Regions from separate parts of the Mus musculus genome. Here regions 1 and 2 are each linked to region 3. A link is a contact called in public Hi-C and Micro-C data. All regions are on one chromosome and are shown on one strand. The core of a region is the stretch at or near the end of the contact, and the rest is flanking DNA. Distances in the headings are between cores, read along the strand shown.

Region 1 (3,659 bases), core at 573-3,072, 210 kb before region 3:
GACAGAGACAGACACAAAGAGAGAGACACACAGAGAGAGAAGAGACATGGACGATTACAAAGAGTTTAAAGTGTTAATAGAGAGTATTAATGTTAGAGGACTTGAAAGTGACAAGATAACAATTCCAGAAAACATCTATTATTGTCTTGTATGACAGCATTTTGTTTTGTTTTGTTTTGTTTTGTTTTGCACTAATGTGCAAACTCAGGACCTTGTACATGCTAGTCTAAGGCTCTGTATTTGCTCTGCAAATAATGTACTTGAAACAAAGGGTTAAGACACTTAGACAATCATTATATTTTGAGAGTCATTTTTAGATTTGACCCTAATTATTTGACCCTTATTCTTTAATCTCTATTACAAAACACTTAGTGAGACAACAAGAGGTGGAATAATAAAAAATAGCATTTCTAGATGGAATGCTTTCAACTCCCCCCCGCAACCCCATCCCCATCATGAACTCAGCTGTGAGTCCTGAACAAGGTGATATCACTGATCCGTTTTCAGGCGAATGTAGATTCAACAGAACACCAGGTGATAGAAAGTCCTAATATTTTAATATGTACACAGGACCACTTCTTAGAGGTGTAGGCTGCAAGGAACCACATGTGAACGGAACGTGCAGAAACAGAGCGGTAGCTCTGTCCGTTTCCACTTACCCATGTTAAGTAATTAGCCATGTCTGTCTGACTGTCTGTTCTTTGATGAGCACACGTGGCACTAGAGAGTTACTAGAGATCCAGGAGAGAAGGCTCACTGCTCTCACAGAGGACTCGTGCCCAGTTCCCAACACCAGTTCCCAGCAGGCCGCTCAGCTCAACCTCCTACCACTCTAGTTCCAAGGGCTCTGATATCCCCTGGCCTCTGAGGACACCTGTGGTGCCCACAACGCAGGCAGGCACAAATACATACACATAATAAGTAAATGCTTTTAACGTGCCGAATGCTGCTTTAAACACGTTACGGACAGTTCTCCTAAAGCCCCCTAATATGTTTTGACTTAAGCATTGTTCTGGTTCCATTGTACAGATAAAGAGTCAGGAACCCAGAAAAATTAAAGCCAATGTCCCAACAGTTAGTACATGCGGAGGTAGGGTCTGGGCCCAGACTTTTGGATTTTTACATTTCTAAATTGCAATAATAAACATAGCACACTGCAGGCAGCAGAATAAAGGTTTGATGCACAGGTTCATGGCAGCCATGGACTGTAAGCCAAACCAGTAAGCCACTGCCTCCAAAATAAACTGAAGCCTTTAACTTGTGTTTGCTGGGGATGGTCCGAACCTCAGTGAACTAAATAAACCAGAAAGATCATTACGCCTCGCTGTACAGCTTAGGAGTTAACAGCTTGGAGAAGTTAGCAGGCTCCCTGAGCCTCAGTTTCTTCATCAATGAAATGGGGTGTTTAATAGCCTGAGAAAAGAAGTTATGGGGGCTATAGATAATAAAGCACCAGAGAAAGCAGTGCATGGTCATCACATGGTTAATAACAACACTGGTAATTATGATTATGATTCTCATTAGCTCCAAAGCACACCTGTAGCTGAGGGAACAAACGGAGCCGGAACCTCAGTCTTCAGATCTCTAAGCCAGCCCATCCACTGTTGTTCTCTGGCATAACTGGAGTAAATTAAGTAACTCCATGCTCTCCAATAGCTTCAGCACACTCCAGCGAGTACCGCTTTCACAGTTCTGTTTGGAAGGTGGTTGTGAAACTCATTTCTGCAGTGTTGCAGGCGAACAAAGCAATTTGGTGTTTCTGATTAAGGACGCCCCTGACAGGGCATCAGGATTATATTCACCCTGGAAAGCAGATGTGCCTATATCAAAACCACAAAATGTTATCAGGGCGGTTCCCTCTGAAGACACTTACTGGCAAAACCTTCTGACATGTATTATCAAAATTTCAACATTTCTCTCACTTGGGGAAGTTTTTGCTAAAAAAATGGAGAGAATACAAAGTGTAAAAAGAACTAAATAAAAGTGCCCAGAAGTGGAGTCTTGGTGTGCATCCCTAGCTGGCCAGGGCCTCACTATGCAGAGTGTACATTGCAGATGAAGATGCACCCAGACTTGTCTAGAAATGTCTGCCTCTGCCTCCCAAGAACTGGGATAAAAGCAGACATTCTTAGGCCTGTGAGCCTCAAAGGCTGCGCAGAATGCTTTTCTATAGGTATACATGAGTTTACTTCACTAAACACATGGCTGTTTGTGACTTTTTCACTATTGTCAACAATATTGCTATAAGGACTCCTATAAAAATATAGTTAAGAGTCTTGGGGTAAATTCTACAAGTGTAATCACATGTTCAGATTTTTTCCTCGGGCTGTTTATAGTCATGATTTGTCTTGTAACAGCAAATATTCTTGCTAAAAAAAAGTCTCTCACCAGCTGTTGCATTTCTTATTGGTTTTTAATCCACATAGTAAGAAGAGATGGTCAACAAAGGTCAACAAAGGGCTTTTGTTTTGTTTTGTTTTGTTTTGTTTTGTTTTTTTTGTTTTTTTCAAGTCAGGGTGTCTCTGTCTAGATAGCCCTGGCTGTCCTGGAATTCACTCTGTAGACCAGGCTGGCTTTGAACTCAGAAATCTGCCTGCCTCTGCCTCCCAAGTGCTGGGATTCAACAAAGGGTTTTACAACACTCTGTACTCCCTTGCTTATTACCAATAAGCAAGAAATTTTACAGTTCAAAGACACATTTGTTTCAGTGTGTGGAAGGGTTGTTCTGTGATCTGCCTTCTTCTTCAACATTTTCCTCAGAAATCTTCATAAGTAGAGATTCCTACATGACCTGTACCACTGCAAAGTGGCGTTCGTCAATTAGGAAAGCTACAATATTTTAAAACAAACAAGGGTCACAGTAAGGAAGGATCAATGTGTTGTTCTCTATAACAAGTTATTATGACTTTTACCCTCCTCTTCTGTCATGTCTGTTTGTGAACGTCTTCACTCTTAGTCTAGAACTTTACCCTTGTTCTGGGGTGCTTACCCTGTGATTGTTGTAAACACAGTCAGGTTTCAACACTCTCCCTCTTCCCCCAAGGGCTGGGGATCAAACCCAAAGCTGTGAGCATGCTAAGCCAGCTCTCTAGCACTGAGATACACCCACAGCCTTTGGTTGTCTTTAAGGCAGGGTCTCATTTCATAGGCCTGATGCTCTTGAATTCATGTATAGTCCAAGCTGTGGTCCTTGTGCCTCTGCCTCCGGGATTACAGATGTGCACACTATGTCTCTTGTTTTTGTCTTTTAACTTCTGATGCTCTAACCCCATCCCAAACACCCTCAAGGTTTTAAATATTATGTAACTCTGTTACCTTTACCACCAAATGTAGAAGTTGTTATTCTATCCAAAGATTATAAAAAAGGTGTTAAGCTGTTTTCTGGCACAAAAGTTTTCGTTTTCTCATCAAAGGGCATGACATTTGTTTGGTGTATTGCTCAAGGGGAGATGTGTGGGGGCTGCCATCGCAGGATATATGAGCAGTGTGCTTTAGTTCTCCCTCTGATGCCCAGACATTTGTCGTAACATTGAATTTCTCTTCTTGCCCCACTGATTGTTGCATGCGGTGCTCCAGCCTTCTCCCTGCTTGTGACTGTTTATAGAGGTCCATGCTAGCATTCTGCTCATTTCGGCATCATCTACCCTAGACTTTAACTG
Region 2 (3,871 bases), core at 1,124-3,623, 170 kb before region 3:
GAGGCAGGGTCTTGCTGTGTGGCCTACGCTAGATAGCCAGCCTTGAACTGTTGATCCTCCTGCCTCAGCTTCCAGAGTGCCAGAGTGGCAGGTACAAGCCACTAGACCATTTCCCTTGCTCTGTTAGAGAGGGTTCACTCCAGAAGGGCCAGCCTCTCATCCAATACCACAACAGGCTCAACAACAGAAAGCGGTGAACATCAGAAGTGCTCTGGCTCGAAGTCTGGGGCTCCTTGCCCAGTGTCTCATCTGTCAGGTTCTGAACTACTCTGAGAAACCCTGAGAGGAATGCTCTCTGCTCTTGTACAACTTCCATTTGACCTTGGGAAACTCACCTAACCTTGTACTTTATTTCCTCACACGTAAAATGGGTTGGGGAATAATAACAGCAGCCCCACCCGTCCTCACTTGAGTCTTACGAGGAGGAATTAGATAATGTCTGCGCTGGGCTTTGCTCCCCTCAGAAGAAAGTCCCTATAAAACACGAGGCAGAAATTGAGCGGCCTTTACGAGGGCTGATGAGATCAAAGCCAGCAGCTAGGGCAGCTTTCTCCTGGCACAGTTCGCTTACTTCTCTGTGCTCTAATAACATTCCTCCCTGCAGTGATTTGCAGATAGTCATTAAGTAAATCTTGCTGCCCTCAAGCAAAGCTTAATTTGCACCCTTACAGCCTAAAGCTTTGTATAAATGAAACCTTGGGAACAGTGCAGGGGATACCTAAAAACAACTCGAGAATTATGATCTTCACTTCTATTTTCTCATCACCTACTCTATAGCCACAATGTTTACATATTTAATACGTAGCTAAGTGGCCCCTTTAAACTAGATCTCGTAGGATCCTTTGTAAAAATATTCTTAAATGCCAACAATATGGGAACGCTTTGGGCACCTGTGTTTGCTATTTGGATGAGCTAAAAATGTCCCCATGTGTTGGGCATGTCATTTCTTTCAGAAAGCTGCTCGGGTCTCAAGCCAGAGAAAAACCACTGTTTGAGGGGACCCCATCTTCCAAGTATGAGAATCCATTAAGCAGGTCTTGAGGTGCTCGCAGGATGTTGCATAACCTGCTTTTCTGATGTTTCAACTTGACTGCATTTCGTTTTAATTTGTTAAATTCTACTGGCAGAGACTCAGAGTAGAATGCTGCACTATCTTATTTTTGAATCTACATGTTAATCGTGTCTAATTGGCCTTCATTTCCATTTGCACAGATTGCTGGTCTTCATTTCTGCAATTAGTAGATCAAATTTCCAAACCTAGCCCCAGCCGTGACCTTATGACATCCATGTAACTGTCTCAGAGTCCTGTCCAAGCCTCACACCTAAGTCACCATCGTGAACAAGAGCAAGCCATCCAGAAGGGGCTTTTGGGAATTTCTTCTTCAAATTAGATCTGTTCAAAGAAACAGGTTTGAAAGTCCTGGGGCCCCATTATTCAGGAACAGCAGACCTGGTTTGTGAATCTTGTTTCGTATTTATAGATTTATTCTGAGCTCTGAGAGATGAACACTGAGTCCATTGTTGGTGGCAACACATGTTTAAAAGTTTAATAAGAGCCAACAATGGATTTTTTTAGTTCAACCCCCACAAAAGGTTTTACATTGTCAATCTAGTCTTGAGTGGGAAAGAATAACTCCTTTTTCTTTATGTTTTAAAGAAGTGATATCGTTGAAAGATAATAATGGATGATTTATCCATTTAAATATGATATCTTCATGTTTTAAAGAATTCCGTATCTGTAATTCTCGATACAGAGATACACTAGAGCCACTCTGGAAGGAGGGTTTGATTTTGGCAGAGCTGAGTTAATTATAAGGGACCCCCCACCCCAGGGAAGCCTCTGCTTCTGCCCCTGATAGGCCTTCAGGAAGAGCCCTTCAAGAAAGCCACATGATCTCAAAAGGGTTAGGGAGGCCCCTTCTGAAAAAAAAAATATTTTTTTCTGTTCCCTTTAACAGTATGCTTTCTCCAGTTAAGTTCCTTTCCTCCAGTGAATACAAATAGCTCTGGGAAGGATAACAGATTACATCTTATCTATTGAGCAGGTCTGTGGGTTTGGGGGTTGTGTAGCACTAAGGGGAAAAGCGGCTGAATTTTCCCTGGCTGTATATTTCCCTAAGAATGAGGCAGCCCTCCCTCCAACCCAGCAGCTTCGTCTATATCTTAAAATATCGCAAAAAGAATCCTTGCACCCAGAGTCTGTGCTCATGTGGACATTTAGCCAAGAGAGGAAGAGGAATGGGAAAAAGAGGAGGAAAAAAGAGGAAGAGAGGGGGAAGACAGGGGAAGAGGAAAGAGGAAGACAGAGGGGAGGGATAGAACAGGAGAGGGAGATAGGAGACAAGGCTCAGTCTACTCTGTGCCCAGGAGGGCGGGCTGTGCCCAGCAGGCTGTAACCTGGATGAGCAGGAAGCCTGCAGCAACATGCCTGTGTCCAGGGTTCCAGACCTGGGCAGGGTAGGGATAAGAGTCTCATTTTAATTATGCCAAGGAGTCTGCCCTGGAAGAATGGAATCTCAGCAACAGAAGATTGTAAATGGAACTGGGCTTAGTCCTGGCAGCAAGAGAGCTGCTGTCTTTCCTTCTCAAGGCAGCAACAAACCCGCCATTGCTTAGGGGAAACGTGGAGTCTCTGTAAAATGACACAGAATAAAAAACCAAGATGTAAAGGCTGCTTCAGCATATGGCCTACACTGAAGCCGAATTATCATTTCAAAGATCTTGAATCCTCCTGTTGCTGAGGCCCAGGCCCCTTGGCTTTCTTCCGTTTCCATTATCTTTCTCTTTTCATAAACAAAACCATTCGAACACCAACACCAAATAGAAAAACCCCTCCCCCTCTCCCTCCCCCTCCCGTCTCCCCACTGGGACCCCACCTCTGTCTTCCCAACGCTCTGGCAAGCTTTCAGTTTGAACTCTTGTGCTGCCTCTGTTCTCACTGGAAGCTGGCTGCTGAGTATGGACTCTGCACCCTGTATCCCACAGCCTTGCTCTCTACCCTCTACCCACTCTGCCTCACCTTCATCGGGTCAGGAGCCAGAACCAGGACATCATTTATCACCTTCTCAACAGCATCAGCACCAAGCACTCATACCCACCTTGAACTCCTGATTGCCCTCACTGATGGTCTCTCCTGGTAGGGCTCTCGAAGCTCTGATTGATATCTACCCATTTCCACCCCAGCTTCTATAATAATATCAGGGAGGAAGAGAAGAGAGTAAAGGAGAGGACGGGATGCTAAAGCCAGAATACCAGGTGGCATCTTTCAAACCTGATTAGTTGTCTGATAGTTGCCAGGAGTCAGGATTGTTTCCTCCCAATGTTGCAAATCTCAGGTCTAGACCATGTCATAGTCTGGTTCTAGAAACGTCTCCACGTTTTTTAATACAGAATAACTAACCCAGAAAAGAGGGGCCGGCCAATTCTTATGATGTAAATAGACCCACCTTATCCAGCTTTGAGCTACAAACTAAATGTCGCTAAATGTGCAGTTGGGAAGGCATGTATGTAGACTGGCTTTCAGATATAAACATGATATAAATACGAGCTGGCTCCAGTGCCCCAGTGGCTTCACACACTGTCCCACTCTGTGACAGGCCGGGCCACCTGGGTCTCTTTCAATTCCCTTTACTGGCACTGCTTCCTCATGCACCAGGCTGCCTCGCTTTCTGTTCCTTCTGCTCATTCCTTCCTTTTCATCTAGTCCGTGACTGCTCCTCCCTCCGTTCTCAGCACAACCATGACTTTTACAGGCAAGCTTTTTCTGACCTCGCCACCAGTCCGGTCAAGTGCCTAATCCTAGACTCTCATTGTGCCGTGCCCCGTTCCTTTGTAGAATATGTCACAGGTATAATTTGACACTTGTTCAATT
Region 3 (3,943 bases), core at 1,208-3,707:
CTGTTCAAAAGTCATTCTTAGGTTTCCTTCTTATGACAGTGTTTTCAGAGAGAAAGAAGTGCATTGCAATGAGCACATAGCCCACTCGCTGGACACTCCTAACACAGAGCCTCTGACATGACTGTAAAATGCTGACAGTCACCTCATGCACTCCCTTGTCAGTTTCTGAATGTGTCATCACCCTGGCTCTGAGATGGGCAGGCAAGGTGCTGACTAAGAACAACATAAAGAGTGATTCTTTACATTTCATTCAGTTTTCATTCAAGGAAAAAGCTTCCTGAAAATGCACCAAAATTCTGGAAAATACAACTCTACACTTTCTTGATCTTGAGGTCTCTCCTTCCCAGAAGGCCAGACTCCTAAATCTCATCTCCATTTTTAGCTGACGACTTTCAATAAGTGATGGATATTCATTTTCAGAAAACACTACCAGTAACTTTTATGATATCATAGACACTCACTACTCACCCCAAACTGACTAAACCACAAAATGCAAAAGCTCTTAAGTTCTCTCAGGGAAGCCCTGGGACTATTCCAGTACAGATACTCTCTTCAGCCTGAGGAGAGTAAATGAGAAAATGTAGGCAGCTCTCTTCCTCCCAAAGCTCGTAGTAGATACAACTTTTTTTTTTAAGATTTATTTATTTATTATATGTAAGTACACTGTAGCTGTCTTCAGACACTCCAGAAGAGATTCAGTTATCATTATAGATGGTTGTGAGCCACCATGTGGTTGCTGGGATTTGAACTCAGGGCCTTTGGAAGAGCAGTCTTAACCACTGAGCCATCTCTCCAGCCGGTAGATACAACTTAAGATGCTTAAAACCAGGCTTTATCCTGTAATAGATCTAATGAAGAATTACCCTGAGTCACAGGAATTTATAAAGGAAAGAGGAATTATTATTTATGAAAACACTACCAGTAACTTTTATGATATCATAGACACTCACTACTTTAGTTACAGATGCACCCACTCTAAGTCAGGTAGCAAATAAAATACTTAAAAAAAAAACCTTCCCATTTGTAGAATCAGAATGGTTGCTACAAACACTGGTGGGAAATGCTAGCAGTGCCGGCTGCACAAGGCTGGGAGGGGGGAGGGGAGGGGAGGCTCTCACCGCAAAGCATCATGGGAGCTGCGAGCAGTGAACGAGTGGCCTGAGGACAAGGCTGTACTCATTTTCTTTAAAAAAACACGCAGTAAGTTTATTATCAGAAAAGAAAGTAAAGAACAACTTGTCCTAAATTTGAGTACTTTGAAATGAATTCTAATATTAATTTATATGCCTTATTATGTGAAAATATGCGAAGTTGTCAACTTCATTTGAAAACTATAAAGATGGTAAAATGCAATCAATGGTTGAAGAAAGCCTATTAAGACAGTGAAAGTCTTGTTCTCATGTCAACATGACTCAGCCATTTTACCAGAGCCTCCTCTCCTTGCTCCTCTCACCCCGCCTTGAGTGAACCAAAGTCCCCTCTCTTCCTCCCTGGAGGCACAGTGCTAACTCACAGGCACGGAGCACTTTGGCCTGATTGATTATTCAGTCCTCCGCTTCAGCTGATGGAACGGAAGAGGTTTTGCCGCCTAACAGTTTTAGTCAGTACACCTACAAAGCTCTCTTTTGAAATAATACCCATGGATCATTTGAGGAAGAATTCAGACGAGATTCCTGAAGTGTGCGTCATTGAACACAGGGCTTTGTTTCCCTTTCTAAAATGTAGTGGAAAATTAGAGAACTTTACATATTTTTATTTGAAAAGTAAATATTACTTTTCATCTCTAATATAAAAAAGACCACTCAAGGCCATAGCTTATGTACAGACTAAATTCTCTCTGCTAACTGCTACTAGACTCTCATGCTCTGACCTAACTGATAGAAGTAGGAGATAAACACAATTTCTGTGAAAGTTGCTGGCCAAGCTAGCCTCAAACTCCCTCCTGATCTTTAGCTCCGGATCCTCCTGCCTCTGCCTCCGGAGTGTAGAATTTACAAACGCTTTCTTTTAGTAATAGTGTCAGAGTCATGTTGATAAAAGATCCTAAACTCTTAACTAAGGAAGTTTGTAATTAAGAGCATTACTCACATCCAATTAAAGCAACAATCCTTTACCAAATGATTTTCTTGGGATCAGATATAGACTTGAGTAGAAGTAGACAGAAGAGAACTGAAGTCTATACAGTACCCACAGGCCATGCACAGTGTTAAAATTAAGGTTTGAGTTCCTAAGTCACACGAGTGATATTTCATGTACTCAACATTCACATGAGGCTCAGGGGCTACAATAATGGACTGCGCACAACTGGAGCTCAGGAAAGATGACTAGGATAAGTCTAAGACATCAGACAGTCACTGCTACCTGAGTACCAAAGATGCTGGCATATGCAGGGGAAGAAAGAGCAGAGCTGTGGGGGAACAGTCTATTTAAGCCTGTCAGGGACCAGGAAGCATCTAGCATAAGGAAAGAAAGAGGACTGACTCGCAAGATAAGAAAAAACCCAACAGAGTGTGGTGTCCAGGAAACCACGCATTAGGAAGTAACCAGATGTATTCAAAGCTGGTGATCGGTCAAGGAAGATAAGGAGAAGAACTGGCCACTGGCATTAGCAGCTGCGAGGGCCACTGGTAAGCTTGAAAAGAATATATTAGAAATGTTAAACTTTCATACAATGGAAAATGTCTAGGAACATGTAGGGACAGACTTTCCTTTGGAGTGTGTGAGGTCGTTCATGTGGATGTCATCTTTGCTATGATAAAAGCTATGAACCTGTAACCAGCACATCTGGTCGAAGTCAAACTGAAAGAACCCTGGGATAAATAAAGATTCGAAGGTTAGAAAAAAAGCCAAGTAGGCTGAAAGCCCTAAATAACAGGGGTTTGCCCAGCACTTCTCCTGGGGGCAGCCAGGAGAAGCAGAAGCAGTCTCCAAAAGTAACACTGGAAGAGCGAAGGCTGCTAGCGTGCAGCCCCAGCCAGCTGTTCTCACTTTGGCAAGTGTCCTGACATAGTTTTCTTGTTTATCCTAAATATAAACTGCACATTGTTTGTCCTAGCCACAAATGTAAAGTTTTAATAAGTATGCGTGGGCAAATGAATGAGTGAGATTACAGCTGTCCACACATTAGAATAGGTAAGTCATACAACTAGTCCTTCATCTTTAGAAATTTACAACAAATAAAGAAAAGCCATTGGCATGAAGAAAAACACAGAAGCGAATAAAAGCAACCGAAGACAGGAAACCTCCGAACAGAAACTCTGGAAGTCTTAGCAGGATGCAATGCACCCACCCACGGCACAGAACGATGAGAAGTTATCAGAGAGAACCGGGCAACCCATCAGCTGTGAGGCAGAACACAGAACCAGAGAGCTCTGCGGAAGGTTAACAACAGAAAGGCTGGCGGTGTCAAAGGTGAATCTAAAGCCTTCCCAGGAAGACTGGCAGTGAGTCACAGAAGCTCTGAGGACCCCACACCCACTCACAGCAACGTTGTCATGGCAATCAGTGTCCCACTACACAACTGTGAGACAGAACATCTCCTGTCAGATTGGTTGTTATATTTACTTCTGTCACATATGTAGTAGCTCTGTTATACCTGCCCTAGCCTTCCAATTTTACATTTGAACTTCCCATTCAAGATGTTATAGTCTGATAGTTCCACAAATCTCCAGAGTATAAACAGGACAAATCAAGAACTGATTAACACACCAACTAGAAGGCTTTACACATGGTAGGTATCAGAATATCATCAAGTGTGAATTCACTACTCCTCACATAGCCTACTGTTTTGGAACCCTCACCAGAGATGAGCATGGTTTCTAACTCTGTGTGTCACCAGTGTCCTCAGCGAGAGCACTGTGGACAATTCAGGTAGGTTAGCTATTTGGAGTGGCAGGGATGCTGTCATGCTTTGCGGAATGTTTCATAGTGTCCTGCACGTCTA

Evidence for each region. Hi-C and Micro-C count contacts between places; a contact is called where the count stands out from the background.
Region 1: a contact with region 3 is called in a Micro-C map of the G1E-ER4 cell line, with 2.0 times the contacts expected there. The contact joins two enhancer-like sites. A contact is called at or near these places in 1 of 484 Hi-C or Micro-C datasets (the G1E-ER4 cell line), 3 of 115 datasets of contacts at active chromatin or transcription factors (CD8 T cells, double positive thymocytes and embryonic stem cells) and 1 of 9 other capture datasets (adipose tissue).
Region 2: a contact with region 3 is called in a Hi-C map of myeloid progenitors, with 1.7 times the contacts expected there. The contact joins two enhancer-like sites. A contact is called at or near these places in 7 of 15 datasets of contacts at CTCF or cohesin (CD8 T cells, embryonic stem cells, large pre-B cells and 1 more), 72 of 484 Hi-C or Micro-C datasets (the CH12 cell line, the G1E-ER4 cell line, the HL-1 cell line and 18 more), 22 of 115 datasets of contacts at active chromatin or transcription factors (the 230-238 cell line, CD8 T cells, the HPC-7 cell line and 12 more) and 1 of 9 other capture datasets (embryonic stem cells).

What each region holds. Positions count from the first base shown.
Region 1 is chr10:21,240,149-21,243,807 of GRCm38.p6, reverse strand. The region is part of intron 2 of Gm33728 (a long non-coding RNA gene); the gene reads left to right. Among named protein-coding and RNA genes, the nearest start is that of Gm33728, 10 kb to the left of the region's middle. Within about 2 kb of position 1,822, at least 20 of the 459 cell types and tissues checked have an H3K27ac peak or open chromatin away from gene starts, as enhancers often do. A contact at or near this core is called in the G1E-ER4 cell line, where this site is marked.
Region 2 is chr10:21,192,408-21,196,278 of GRCm38.p6, reverse strand. No RefSeq gene overlaps it. Among named protein-coding and RNA genes, the nearest start is that of Gm33619, 7.4 kb to the right of the region's middle. Within about 2 kb of position 2,373, at least 46 of the 459 cell types and tissues checked have an H3K27ac peak or open chromatin away from gene starts, as enhancers often do. A contact at or near this core is called in the CH12 cell line, the G1E-ER4 cell line, the HPC-7 cell line and 2 more, where this site is marked.
Region 3 is chr10:21,025,540-21,029,482 of GRCm38.p6, reverse strand. The region is part of intron 18 of Ahi1 (Abelson helper integration site 1); the gene reads right to left. Among named protein-coding and RNA genes, the nearest start is that of Gm20149, 17 kb to the left of the region's middle. Within about 2 kb of position 2,457, at least 51 of the 459 cell types and tissues checked have an H3K27ac peak or open chromatin away from gene starts, as enhancers often do. A contact at or near this core is called in the CH12 cell line, the G1E-ER4 cell line, the HPC-7 cell line and 2 more, where this site is marked.